2 separate regions of the Sus scrofa genome follow, and region 2 is linked to region 1. Evidence: chromatin contacts called from public HiChIP or PLAC-seq data. All regions are on one chromosome and are shown on one strand. The core of a region is the stretch at or near the end of the contact, and the rest is flanking DNA. Distances in the headings are between cores, read along the strand shown. Region 1 overlaps CHST9 (carbohydrate sulfotransferase 9). Region 2 overlaps CHST9 (carbohydrate sulfotransferase 9).

Region 1 (7,357 bases), core at 1,661-4,160:
GGGAACCTCCATATGCCGCAGGAGCGGCCCAAGAAATAGCAAAAAAATAAAAATAAAGTAAAAGCCTTGTTCTTAAAAAAATAAAATAAAATAAAATAAAATAGTATTCCCTGTGCTTGCTTCGGCAGCACATATACTAAAACAGTATTCCCTGCCATATAAATTTTTAGTGTAATTCTGTTGGTCTGTTTTATCATTTAATTTCCATTCGCTTGATTTCAGGAATGGCTGAGGTATCCCCAGTTCTTTACCCTCCTAACATTCTAGTGTGTCACATATAGAGCTGTTACCGTTGTTTCTAAAAGCTCTTTCCCACGCCCCGCTGCAGAGCTCTTCTCTTCTACTGAGATTCGTCATCCCCGGCCCCTTTCCAGATGCAAATGATTTATGGGATTGCGTCTCAGCCTTCCTGGGATGGCTGCAATTTTAGAAGTTACTTCGGCTCAAACTGTCACCTAAAATGGCATGCAGAACCGTCGGATCCCATTGGTCTGGAGCACGTCAGACCAGCAAAGCCAAGTTGTCTGAATCGCTTCAGTGCTGGTGAATAGGATACTGGTGAATGGGCAGGACTCCTGAGTCAGTAATTTATTGTGACAATTTCAAGCATAGCCTGAAAGTAGGCAAGAGGACACAGTATGTTTTCAGCACTCCAGGGCTCACTCTGCGTGTGTGTTTTTTCCCATTTATTCCGTGGAGCTCACCTCCTGTCTTTTAAAATTGCAAGTCGGATATGTACATCCTCCATTCTCGTATCCAAGTCTTCTAAGTGAAGAAACTTGACTTTAGTCTCATGCTTACATGTGTCAGGAAATGGCTGCTTCCTGTTAAAGAACAGCTTGGGCATCAGCGAATAGGTGGTAGGGATATATTTGTGAATGTGGGTGCATCTCAAAAAGAAGGCACAGGGAGCTCCCTTGTGGTGCAGTGGGTTAAGGACCTGGCATTGTCACTGCAGTGGCTCGGGTCAGAAGAAAAAAGAAGGCACAAGCCTCCTTCATCTGAGTCTGACCTTGCCTTTGAGAAATGATGAAACTTTGGTGGATTCAAATTACCCTTCCTTGGATGCTTAGTCCCTCTTTGTAGTTTAGAAAAAACAAACAAACAAAAAACCAGAGTGCACACAGCCTCAAAGAGGATGGGTTAAGACTAGGACCAAACAGAATCAAAACCTTTCAGATTTTTCCTTCCAAGATGAGAAAGCTATGTGAGATAAACTTGGAGTGGCTGGGAAGTAGATTTTAGAAGAGAGAAAGAAAAAGAGGAGCTGTAGCAGTCTTCATTCATTCAGCAAAAAATTTCGAGGCCTTCTATGTATTAGAACCTATACTAACAGATGGAGGTTCAGGGGTGAATACAGTCTGGATGGGAAGATAAGTCACAGAATTACCCAGATAATGACACAATGACAAAAGTGGTAGCGGAGGTAATGACATAGAGGGGGTTAAAAGAGGGAAGAGCAAGGAAAGGAAATCTAGTCCAGAGGACTTGGGAAGATTAGAGAACTTCCTGGAGGAAGTGATATTTCATCGGAACCCCAAGGCAAAGCATGGATGTGGGGAGGGATGGGTGGGGTGAGGCAGGGGTAGAATTTCAGGGATAAAGGAACATGAAGAAGCTTTTGTGATTAAGCTGCTGAGAGAAGCCCAAGACAACAGAAGGGATGGTCAGATCAGTGGAACAGGAAGTGGGCTAGAGAGCTGGGAGCAAAGGGTAGACGGCAGAAGACCATGTAAAGGAAACTGCATTTTCTTCTAAGGACAGCGGGAAGTCTCTGAGACATTTCAAACTGTGGAACAACACACCAGATCTGCATTTGGTAAAATTCATTCTGGCTGTGATATGGACAACAGGATAGAAAGGAGCCCAACGGAGGCATGAAGGGAGCAGTTGGGTGGATATTTTCCGAGCCAATGAGGTGGCGGGTAGAGAAACAGAGAGAGAGCAAATATATATTTTAGAGATAAAACTGATAGGACCTGTATCTGAATATGAGGGCGAAAGAAGAGGCAAAGTGTCACGTACCAAGTTTCCAGCAGTCGCAATTAGGGGACATTGACTGAGGGATATTGGAGGCAGGGCAGGCTTGAGGGGGATACAGTAATGGTACCTGGATAGGCAGCTGGTTAGATGGCGCTGATGGTATGGGCACAGCAAGTGGGAAGAAAGGCTGTCTATGGGAGTGGATGAAATCACTAGGGAAAATGTAGATTAAAAAGCCGGGTAGACCTAGAGGTGAGCAAAGAAGAATCTAGGGTATAAAATTCAGATGGAAGAAAACAGCTCCTCAAAGGGATGAAGGAAGAAGAGAGCGGGAGGAGGAAAAGGCATTTTTTTCAAGGAGAAAGTGATAAGGTAAAAGACCCTGACCTCAAGTCAGATGGACCACAAAGTGTCCTTTGAATTGAACAACTCGGAGATCAGCAAGAGCAAGCTGGTGGAGTGGCTGGGGCGGAAGCCAGACTGGTATGATCAAGGGGGTGGCCAGGGGGGTGAGGAAGGATGCAGAAAACTCTTTTGAGACACAGAAAGAGCCATAGTAGGAAGAAGGTACAAGGTTCAGGAAAAACTTCCTTCCTTCCTTTCTTTCTCTCTCTATCTTTCTTTTAAAGGAGGCACTAGAACATGAATACTGATAGAAAGCAGCCATAGAGAGGAGGTGGCTGAAGATGTAGCTGAACAAGAGAGTCACTCATTTAAGGAGGTTTGTGGGAGTTCAGAATAGAGGGGACCCAGAGCCTGGGCAGAAGTCACCATTGATGGCAGGTGGGTTCACAGTCTCTGATCTAACAGGAGGGAAGGAGGAGTGGATGGGAACAGAAACAAACTGGCTGACAGGTTTGGAAGAGGCATTTGAGATAGTTTTCAGTAGGCAGCTGCTGTGAATTTCTCTGAAACTTAAAGCCAGGTCCTGCAGGGAGGGGGAGTAGTATGGAAGACAGGCTTGGGAGATGAAATTTCAAACCAGAGGAGGTAGGAAATGGTTATTTTCGAGAACGACCTAACTAGAGAAGTAATTTGGAGTGGTCAAGTGGTCCTTTTAAGTGGTTGCAACAATAACTAATCAGTCAGAAATTGGATAGTATCAGATATTTGAAAAGCACCATCTCCCCCTGCCACCACTTACACCTATTTCCCTGAAACATGCTATATTAGGACTAAGCACTAGATCTTTATGTTATTTGTGATTCTCTACAACTTAATAACAATTTTGGCTCAGAAACAGTGTGGTTTGAGCAGGTTTCTTTAGGTGGAAAACACTTAATTGTAAAAAATGAAAATTAATTGCAAAAAAAATTGTGAAACAAGCTCCTTGCTTGGCCAGGAGGCATGCCTTCATTCTCACACACCCCCAACCTGTTCTCCTGTATATATTTCTTTCTCCACCTTCCTCCCCTGCTCTCTTACTCCTTTAGCACCCAACACAGTGCTGAATGTACAGGAGGAAATCCATAATATTGGTATTTCTAATTGTATCTCTCTTTCCATCATGAAGAGAGTCGATCTTCAATGGCCCTTCAATCTTATTTCTTTTTTTACAGCTGCACTCTATGGCATATGGAAGTTCCCGAGCCAGTCAAATCAGAGCTGCATCTACAGCCTGTGCTGCAGCTTGAGACAACGCTAGATCCTTATCCCACTGGGCAAGGCCAGGGATTGAACCCGCATCCTCACAGAGACAATGTTGGGTCCTTAACCCTCTGAGCCACAATGGGAACTCCAATGGCCCTTCAATATTAAGACAAAGGGTTATGGCAGGCTCTTGGCTTTTTTGTTGATATCTTTTTCCCTTTGTCAAAAATACCAAAAGTCCAAATTAGAAATCCAGAGAATCACTTGCAAGCATTCTCTCCCTTTCTTCCTGTGTTCCTCTCTCTCACACATACAGAAACATACTTCTAAATTTGAGGTGGGTTTTCACTCTAAACATCAGGAGAGGAAAGGATGCCCTGTTGTGTTCTACTTAACATTTTGGTGCTCCTTATGTATACATGTAACTCCAATCCAGTCATAGAATCTTAGAGACCATTTTATCTCCCTCTGGCCTCCACATTATGGGTGAGAAACTTACAACGGTTTAGCTTGTGGCCCCAGGAGACCATTCCTTGAATTGGTGGCCTCGGTCATCTGTGAACATGGTACAGAACTAACTCCTAGGATGTTTGTTCATCTAAACTCTTTTGATGGGCTCATCTTTTTCTTTGCCCACAGACTCTAGCATGGTGTTCTGAATGCATTATTGCTTGATGAATACTGGGTAATTCCAATTTGTTGTTCAGGATCCTTCAGTAACAAAATGAGCACAGATCTTTGGATTAATGGAGGTTGCCAAGTCACCATCAGACTAAGATCTAGGTTTCAATATCATTTCCCTTCCTTCAGTTTAGAATGAAAACACTGCAGAAAAATGGGTGAAATAATGCCAGTGAGTATGGTAATAAATTTCTGACATGTGGCATGCAATCTGTGAGGGCATTCCTTCACTTGGTCCTGTGCTTTGGGGAGTAATGGAGTAGAAAATTAAATTAAATAAGCTTTTATTATTCTGTGGCTCTGTCAAAAAGGGTACCATCAAATACTTTTAGAAACAGGTCTTCCAAAAGCTACTTCTGAAGTTCTTTCATATGATTGAATTGTGAAAAAATATTTTCTCATCTCTTTTATGTTCTTCTTTTCCTTGCTTTTTGCCTTTGGTAGAATCAAATCCATGGTAACTTACTTTGGGTTGCATCAGAAATACACTGTTAGATCCAGAAGCCTTCAAGGTGAAACCTAAAGCATAGGTTCTAAATTAAACCAGATAAAGTAACAAGGTAATAGTTTTATTGTTTTCATTTGTATCATCCTTTAACCTCAGATTTCTGTTGCAGGCTTATATGTTTTAGATGTTGCAGTTATATTTTTGGCTTCTAGGTTCTTGACTTAAATATAATTATACTCAGTAATCAATTTTGTTTATAACATGTCTGAAAATACATTATGTTTTTCTTTTCATATGAAATACATGTACCTGATCACAAAATGATACTTGACCATTGAAAGCAGGGCCTAGAATCTTTGGCTTTAAGCCCGGGGATTTAAGTGATGTCACCTCTCATGGTCTATGAGTTTTTTGGGTTTTTTTTCTCAATTGTCCTCTTTTACACTATTACTGTTTTAGCGGCATATGGAGAAAAAAAAAGTCCCTCTCTCCTTGTGCACTTGGCTAACCTAGTATATTGACCATGTATGGCTATTATATGACTTGAAGTAACTGTAAGCTTTGTTTAAGACAGATGTTCTCTTATGATCACCTGGAGTGATCCTCTGTTCTGCAGGCATAGAGACAGGGCTTGCGGAATGGGAGGAGTGTGGGGTTTGTGGTCTCACAGCCTTAGGTTTGAATCCTAAGTCCACATCTATGACCAGTGGGCTGAAGACAGGAAAGGCAATTCCTCGGAGCCTCCAGATTCTCATCCAGAGCACATCAGTCATTGAAATAACCGTCTTCTCAATATGGCCCCCAAGCAACTCTCGGAAACATGTTTTATACCTGTATCTTTAAATACTTCTCTACATGAATTTAGAATGGTCCAAATGTCCATGAAACAAAACAAAACATTTCCATTCCTCCAAAAAAAATCCCTACAACTCTTAATATATTTGTGTTTCATACAGAAACTAAGGCTTGGAGAGGTTAAACAACCTGCCCAAGGGCCTGCGAAGGGCCAGGGCTTGAGCCTAGTTTCTATCAGATTCCAGAGTCCGAAGGTTTGTAAAGCCCAAGGGAGGGAACAGGAGCCAAAGGAAGAAGGTTGCTTATGAAATAAAGGACTTTCAGAGTTCCCCTCATGGCTCAGTGGAAACGAATCTGACTAGGAGCCATGGGGTTGCGGGTTCGATCCCTGGCCTTGCTCAGTGGGTTAAGGATCCAGTGTTGCCATGAACTATGGTGTAGGTTAACAGACACAGCGGGGATCTGGTGTGGCTGTGGCCATGGTGTAGGCTGGTAGCAATAGCTCCGACTGGACCCCTAGCCTGGGAATGTCCATAGGCTGCGGGTGCTGCCCTAAAAAGGACAAAAGACCAAAAAAAAAAAAAAAAAAAAAAAAAAAGGAAAAAGAAATAAAGGACTTAGTAAAGGCTTTCATGACACCTGCAATATATCTAGTAACAAGTAAAATGGTGTTCATAATTTCTCACTGCATGAATTTGCACAGTGTAAACCACTTGCCAAGTTTGTGCAATAGCTAATTTTCAGAGCCTCTTATGCATGTGGGATTCACTGTTCATCTCAAAGCTCTTTAACATACAACATTAGTACATTCATGAATTATTAGGCCCTTCTAATATTGAATGAAGTTATTAATTTAAATATACTTTAATACTTTGATTTCTTGTTTGGCATGAAAAAATTAGCAAAAATAATCAAACAAGAAAACCACAGCTTGAGCTTGAAGCCCTGAATATATGACGTGAAAGTTAAATAAGTTTGTAAGTATCTGAACAAAATTTACTCTTCTAAGAGCCATTAAAGATTTAACTCAAGAAAGGACTCCTTGGTTTAGGAAAAATTAGCAAAGGCCCTTACTTGAGGTTCTAAGCCATTGACCTCCTTATTCAGATTTTTCCTAGTTGCTCCACTCTTTTGTATATGTTAGCAGTAAGTATTCTCTGATATTTAATTTATTACATACATTTTGTTATAATCAGTGAAGACTTAAAATTTCATTTTAAAGTTTCAATTATCTAGGTGACTTGTTTATTCTTTGAAAATTAATCTCCTGGTACAGTGTCTTCAAATAATAATCATACAGTAAATGTTAGCTAATTGAAATTTAATATATTGATTGTCAACTCTTGCTTTTATGTAAAAAAAGGACACCGTTGGTAATATCAATCCCTTGGAAAAGTTGATGAAACAAAAATTTTAAGTTCAATTGTGTTCATAAAAGTAAAAAGCTATGATTGTGGTAAGTAGTATCATAAGTAAAGTATGTTAAGAGCAGCAAGTATTAAATACTAAGATTCAAGTACTATGCTACCATGTCATCATTCACAAGTCTGCAAGAACATGTACCCTTCATTAAAATCAATGGAGTGTACCAGTTCATCTTGGCATTATTCATAATGGAAACATTTCAATTTTAGTTAACATACACACAAAACTAATTTAAAAGTCAAATGAGGAAATTAGTTCTATGTTCCCATGTTCCACAGTGATATCAAGAAGCCATATTTAGCCTTAGGAGGTATGAAAAATATCTAATACAATGAATGGAAAACCTTTTAAAGAATCACAGATCTGTTAAAACTAATGCTTTTGCAATCAACTCAACAAAAATATATTTAGTGTTGTAAAAGAGCCCTCAAAGTA
Region 2 (7,357 bases), core at 2,067-4,566, 250 kb after region 1:
AGGCCTCTGTGACAGAATGGAAGGCTGGAGGCTGCATTGTTTCTCAGAGATGGATGGGGTGGGGTGGGGGGGAAGAGGAAGAACTTACTAAGAAACCAGGCAGAAGTGACAGAGTAAATGAAAATTCAAAGTAGAGATATATGCCAATCTCTTGGAATATACCATGATGGAAGATACTATAAGAAAAACATAAGAGAAGGAATGTGTATATATATGTATAAATGTATATGTGTATATATATGTGTGTGTGTGTGTGTGTGTGTGTGTAATGTATACTGGGTCCTTTTGGTGAAAGGACCCAGAAATTGGCAGAAATTGGCACAACATTGTATATCAACTATATTGTAAATTTTTTAAAGCAAAAAAAAAAAAAAAAAAAAAAAAAAAAAAACCCAAGACAGAGGTATATGGTGAGAGGGAGAGAAATGGTGCTTGGTTTTTTTGTGTGTTTTATTTTGCTTTTCATGATAGAAAATGACAATGCTAAGAAGAGAGGAGTTCCTGTTGTTGCTCAGTAGGTTAAGAACCTGACACAGGCTCTGTGAGTGTGTGGGTTTGATCCCTGACCTCACTCAGTGGGTTAAGGATCTGGTGTTGCCTCAAGCTGTGGTGTAGGTCACAGATGTAGCTCAAATATGGCATTGCTGTGCCTGTGGCATAGGCCAGCAGCTGCAGCTCCATGTCAACCCTGACCCCTAGCCTGGAAACTTCTATATGATGCAAGTGAGGCCATTAAAAACAAAAAGACACCTACAGAATGGGAGAAAATAGTTTCAAATGATGCAACTGATAAAGGCTTAATCTATAAAATATGCAAACAACTTATACAACTCAACAGCAAAAAAAAAACCCCAAAACCAACAACGCAATTGAAAAATGGGCAAAAGACCTGAATAGACATTTCTCCAAAGAAGATATGCAGATGGCCAACAAGCACATGAAAAAAATGCTCAACATCACTGATTATTAGAGAAATGCAAATCAAAACTACAATGAGGTACCACCTCACACTGGTCAGAATGGCCATCATTAATAAGTCTACAAATTACAAATGCTGAAGAGGGTGTGGAGAAAAGGGAACCCTCCTATACTCTTGGTGGGAATGTAAATTGGTACAACCACTGTGGAAAACCGTATGGAGGTACCTCAGAAAACCAAATATAGACCTACCATATGACCCAGCAATCCCACTCTTGGTCATATATCTGGGCAAATATTTCCTTGAAAAAGACACAGGAACCTGTATGTTCAATGCAGCACTATCCACAATAGCTAAGACATGGAAACAACCCAAATGTCCATCCACAGATGAATGGATTAAGAAGATGTGGTACAATGGAATACTACTCAGCCTTAAATAAAGAATTAAATAATTACATTTGCAGCAACACGGATGCAACTAGAGATTCTCCTACTAAGTGAAGTAAGTCAGAAAGAGAGAAATACCATATGATATCACTTATATCTGGAATCTAATATATGGCACAAATGAATCTTTTCACAGAAAAGAAAATCATGGACTTGGAGAACAGATTGTGGTTGCCAAAGAGGAGGAAGAGGGAGTGGGATTGACTGGGAATCTGGGGTTAATAGAAGCAAATTATTGCATTTGGAATGGATAACCAATGAGATCTTGCTGTATAGCACTGGGAACTATATTTAGTCACTTGTGATGGAACATGATGGAGGATAATTTTAGAAAAAGAATGTATATATATGTGTGTGCGTGTGACTGAGTCACTTTGCTGTACAGTAGAAAATTGACAGAACACTGTCAATGAACTATAATAAAGAAAATAAAAATAATTTAAAAAGTAAAAAAATTAAATAATAAAATTTTGGGGGGCATTTTTTTTTGGCTTTTTGAGGGCCGCACCCATGGCATATGGAAGTACTCAGGCTAGGGGTCTAATCAGAGCTGTAGCTGCCAGCCTATACCAGAGCCACAGCAATATCGGATCTGAGCTCATCCGTGACCTACACCACAGCTCACGGCAATGCTGGATCCTTAACCCACTGAGCCAGGCCAGGGATTGAACCCGCAACCTCATGGTTCCCAGCTGGATTCGTTTCCGCTGCGCCACGATGGGAACTCCAACGATAAAATTTAAAAAAATGTCCAGCACATATTAAGGGCACTTTAAGAAAAAAAAGTCCAAAACATAGGAGAAAACAAATCTAACGTGAGCAAGTTCCTGAGGCCTGGATGCATCCCACTACCTGTGGAAAGAGGGTCCTTAGCTCACCGTCCTGCAGCGGTTCCCCTGTCATTTCTATCACAAACAGGAAACAGCATAACATGGATATTTATAATATGGATAATTTCCCTAACAAAACAATATGCTTAAGGCTCATAGCAAATAGTTATTCCTTCAATTACCAAAAATTTATTGGGTGCTGTTTATGAGACAAACATATTCAAAAATCCAGACACACACCTTGTGATACATAAATCCTGACCTCAGGGAAATTCACAGCTAGTAAAACGATGTGCCCAAGTCGGCAGATCACTACAGAACAATTGCATTTAGTGTTATATGGAAGAAAGACCATGGTGCTATTTGAGTGGGGAGGAAAGTTCCCAATTTTTTTTCTTTTATGTATTAGTTTTAGGATGAAGGTCCAGCCTAAATCTATAAGCCTGAAGGGTCCTGGAGAGAGGCATGTGAAAGGAACATGAAACATAGGGGCTCTCTGACCATTGAGGGTCTTAAAGAGATGGTTGAGGACGTGGGCTTCTGCATGGAGGTGAGGGAAGGAACCCCCACACTCCTCCCCCTGGCCAGACATCTCCTTATCTGGGTCTGGAAAAGGGGATTCTAAGGACAGGTGCTGCTGCTGGTGATGAATATACCAGCCCACATGTGTTAAGTACGCAGTGCTAGACCCTGTGCCTGTGCTTTGTTCTAAGTCTCATAAAGCCTCTTGAGGGAGGAAACCAACCCAGAGAGGTTAATCGGCTTGCCACAGGCCACATAGCGAGTAAGTGTCAGACGTAGAATTGGAAACCAGAGCCGTCTGCTTCCCACCCAGAGGAGCAGGATGCTAAGAGAATCTTGTGCTACTGAGACAGAAAAAGAAGTTGGCCAGTTTTCACAGACTTACTCTGGTTTGCTGGATTGCATGCAAGGGTCCAAGCACCAGACATGTGCATTCACTTAGATATCAGAGTCATATTCAAATTAATTTAAGAGTTTACTTAGCTCAGGGGTGAAACACTCGGCCAGAACAGATGGGTGTCCTTGGCAGAGCTCTCCATGCCTCCCGCAGCTCCATGGAGACACGCTGGTTGTCACGCTGGTCTGAGGAGCCTGAGCAGGTCTGAGCAGGCCAAAAGCTTTGAATACTCCCTCCTGCCAAATGCTGTCACATATGCCTTTCTGGTACACCAGGCTCAGGAGCTATAATAACATGACCTTTCAGCTAACAGGATGCACGGTCAGACTAACAGGACACACTGCTAATGTTTATTTCCAATTTGCTTAGGTGTTTGTGTAACTGCTCTAATGGGGTGCCAGCGGTTCAGATTTCCCCCATGTAATCTCCCACTATAACAAGGACCACAGAGAGAGTAGCTAAGGATGGTACCAATGGTCATAGCAACTGACTGAGGAATTAATACGCTTCTAGCCAAAAGTCAACCATTAGGACGCAGAATTAGATACCTGTGAATAAATGAGAGCTTTGCATAAGAGAAGGAAAGAAGATGAGTATTTTAAAAAACTGGAAAACTTAGTTCCCAAAAGGACTTCAACCCACAGTGACTGGATGCAGATCTGTCTCAATCTTCTGACGATTGAAAGAGAAGAGTGGGGTGGGGGAGGGCATGGAAAGGACCAGGGTAGGCAGCATCTGCACTATTATCCCCATCACGATTTGGATGAAGTACCTTCCCAGGGAGCTCTTCTGCATCTCCTGATGAACAGTTATGCGGTAATGAAACTTCTCAAGGTTATTCCCATGATAATGACAACTAGAGCTGCTTCTCGCTCCTCTCCAGGCAGAATATTCTGATATTGTTATTTATTCTTATTTTGCCTTGTTCAGAAAATGATTTGAGCTATCTTACAAAATTCAGAGTTTAAATAGGTATATAACAAAAATAGATGAGAAAAAGAGCCCAGGAAAATAAACCTATAAATGTGTGTGTGTGTGTGTGTGTGTGTGTGTGTGTGTGTGTGTGTGTGTGTGTGTATGAGTGAGAGAGAGAGAGAGAGAGAGAGAGAGAGATTTGAGTTTTAAAAATACTTTTAAAAGCAGGAGTTATTTGACTTTTCTTTTCTGATTCAGCCTAAACCCGCCCTCTATAGGTTAGCACAATAAAAAAAAAAAGTCTTTTAATTTGACAAAATGAAAACTTAAACCTCTACCAGAAGAAAAGGTGGTAAAAAGCCTCTCTTGAGAAAAGTGAATGGACAAATAAAGATTTCTCATGCCAGACAAAAGAAAATAACCTAGCAAAGGAGCCAAAAAAAGAAGATTCCAAGGAGAGAGATGGAACGTAATGCCAAGAGGCAAACACATAAAGAAGATTTAGAGATCTGGCTAATTAAAAATTTAAAAGCTTTATTTGTCAAAAACATCATAAACAACCCCAATGTTCTCAGATAGAAGACAGGTTGAAACAATCTAAGAGCATTTGCTGTGTAGGTGGGAATTTGCTGAGCCAGGGAGGTCTTCATTGAGGAAGGTTAAGCATCAGTTCAAGGTCACCCGGCCAAGATGCGAGCTGACAGCTCTGCTCCATAGCACATTCTCTTAGCCACCATTTTTATTTTTTCTTCTGTAGACTTCCCTGGGATTTATCTAGTTCATTCTCTTTTAAAGCTTGTTGTTTCCTTTATTATTTCTATAAATTTTGTTTTGTTTTTATATTCATTATATTCCTCAATGATTCTTCAACTGTCCAGTGATTTTCTTGGTATTCGGTTAATGTTCATTACATAAATAAATGAATATTCTAACTTGTTATTTTTGGTACATAGACTTTTTTGTGGTCCACATTATTTTTTCACTTTACATTACTTAAATGACATTACTTTCTCACTTTAAGTATGAATTTTTTCAGTATATTTTCTTGGATTTTCAGTCGATGGAATAAAAATTTCTGAAAATAATTATAATAGGGTTTCCCTCTTACCAATAATGAAGCTTCTTTTTTATATTCCATATCTTAATGTCTATAACAGAACCTCAGAAATATATGAAGTGATTCAGGAGATTTCTTTTCCTTTTTTTTTTTTTTTCATTTTTGTCCCCCTCGCAGCATAGAGTCCCTGGACCAGGGATCAGCTCCAAGCCAGTGTTTTGACCTATGCTGCAGCTGCAATACTGTTGGATCTTTTAACCCACTGTGCTGCGCCTGGGATGCAACCTGCACCCTTGCGCTGCAGAGATGCTGCCGATCCAGTTGCACCACAGCGGGAACTCCAGGAGATTTCTAATATTCTTATTTAGTCCATTAATAAGAATACTGCTAATGTTTTCATTTTTTAAAAAGCCAGGCAACGTTATGTTTAATAATGTTGCTTTAAAGTCATTATTCTCTATAATTTTGAGGATGCTTTCTTCGGTTTTTGGATATATTTAAACAGGAATAGGTGTTGAATTTTATTGACTAACTTTTTAGCATCTAGCCTGTGGATTTTTTTTTTCCTTTTGGGTTTATTGAAATAAATCTTTACATTACTAAGTGTCTTGATGTTAATCATTTCTTGGATTTCTTTTTTTTTTTTTTTCCTTCTTAGGGCTGCACCTGCGGCACATGGAGGTTCCCAGGCTAGGGGTTGAATCAGAGCTACAGCTGCCAGCCTACATCACAGCCACAGCAACGCCATATCTGAGCCGCATCTGTGACCTATGCTGCAGCTTAGGGCAACCCACTGGGTGAAAGCCAGGGATCAAACCCACATCCTCACGGATGCTAGTAGGGTTCTTAACCCATTGAGCCACAACAGGAACCCCCTGGATTTATAATTGATAGAAATACTCTATAGTTATGACAGATTATGTCAATGTAGTATTTTTCACTTGGTTTGCGTAAAAATCACCTGGGACATATGCTTAAGATGCAGAGTCTATCAACACTGTTGGAGATTCTGATTCAGTAGGTCTGGAATGAGGCTGAGAATTTGAATTTTTAGAAGTACCCCCTCTACCACCATGATTCTAACATGCGACATACAGACCAAATTTTGAGAAATGTGGTTTAAACAAACCATTGAGCTTTACTTATTTGTATTTATGTTATTGTTGCAGTAATGTAAAAAATAAAATTAGCCAAATTTATTTGTTTGTTTTTATTTTAAAAAGACTTTAACATATTTTTGTTCTCTGGTTTTGCTAGCTTCATTAAATAAACTGGAATTTTTAAAAAGATTTTCTTAAATGGTGTTAATTGTTTATATAGTATGAGGATTTTTGTTATTAAGAGTTTAAAAGAATTAATAGGTAAAATAATCTAACTTTGAGGTCCTATTTGTTTAATGTAATTCTTAGCTTATTTTTCGGTCTCTGTTATGGTACTGATCTAACAAAAATTATAAGCTGAGTTCAGAGATGTATGAGAGGCCTAATTTGGCCAGAACATATCACATATAAGGGTCTCTAGTGGAATAACAGGACTAGAAAATTCATATGGGATCATGGAACTTCTCAAATTCATATAGAATGAATAGCTTACAAAGTATTTCTCCATATATTACCTTATTTTATGTTTACAATAACACTGCAAAATAGGTTTTTCTCTCCATCTCCATTTTATAAGCAAGGACTCCAAGTATTGGGATCTTGAAGCAAGGCACTGATTTGGAAACCAGAATAGCTAATATTTATTAAATTTATAATGGGCCATTCTGGGTGCCTTATGTGCATTATTCATTTAATCCCCACAACAACCAAAAGAAGTGGTTTATCAAGTGAGGCAACATTCATCAGACAGACGAGGGCAGATAACCTAAAAGTGTATGTCCTTTACCATGAGGAATCTTGAAATTCACCTTGAATTCTAAAACTCTGTGAGAAATTCAAACATTTTATCTCATTTATTATTTCCTAAGCACATACTTTGTACAAAGCACATGTCAGACATTTTGAGGCGGAAGGGTATCAGGGCTTAATGATGATATAGAGTTGTTAGAAAAGTTTCATTTTCTTCACCTTCAACTTTAACCATCTTTTCCTATAGAAAGGAAAAAGCTCAGATTTTTTCCCCAGAGGGTATCATAGATTCAAAGTTGCTAGTTAACGCCTAATTCATAGTTCTAAAAACTTGGAAAATAGCAAATGTAGAGAAAGTAGAATCTTGTGCACTATTGGCAGGGATGTAAAGTGGTCTTGCCACTATGGTGAAGAGTAT

Evidence for each region. HiChIP or PLAC-seq counts read pairs in DNA pulled down with a chosen protein or histone mark.
Region 2: a contact with region 1 is called in an H3K27ac HiChIP or PLAC-seq map of skeletal muscle, with 5 times the contacts expected there. The contact joins two enhancer-like sites. A contact is called at or near these places in 14 of 47 Hi-C or Micro-C datasets (brain, embryonic fibroblasts, epiblast stem cells and 9 more) and 1 of 2 datasets of contacts at active chromatin or transcription factors (skeletal muscle).

The regions. Positions count from the first base shown.
Region 1 is chr6:111,557,946-111,565,302 of Sscrofa11.1, forward strand. The region is part of intron 7 of CHST9 (carbohydrate sulfotransferase 9); the gene reads right to left. Among named protein-coding and RNA genes, the nearest start is that of AQP4, 140 kb to the left of the region's middle. Within about 2 kb of position 2,911, at least 1 of the 83 cell types and tissues checked has an H3K27ac peak or open chromatin away from gene starts, as enhancers often do. A contact at or near this core is called in skeletal muscle, where this site is marked.
Region 2 is chr6:111,803,510-111,810,866 of Sscrofa11.1, forward strand. All of the region lies in intron 2 of CHST9 (carbohydrate sulfotransferase 9), which reads right to left. Among named protein-coding and RNA genes, the nearest start is that of CHST9, 42 kb to the right of the region's middle. Within about 2 kb of position 3,317, at least 6 of the 83 cell types and tissues checked have an H3K27ac peak or open chromatin away from gene starts, as enhancers often do. A contact at or near this core is called in skeletal muscle, where this site is marked.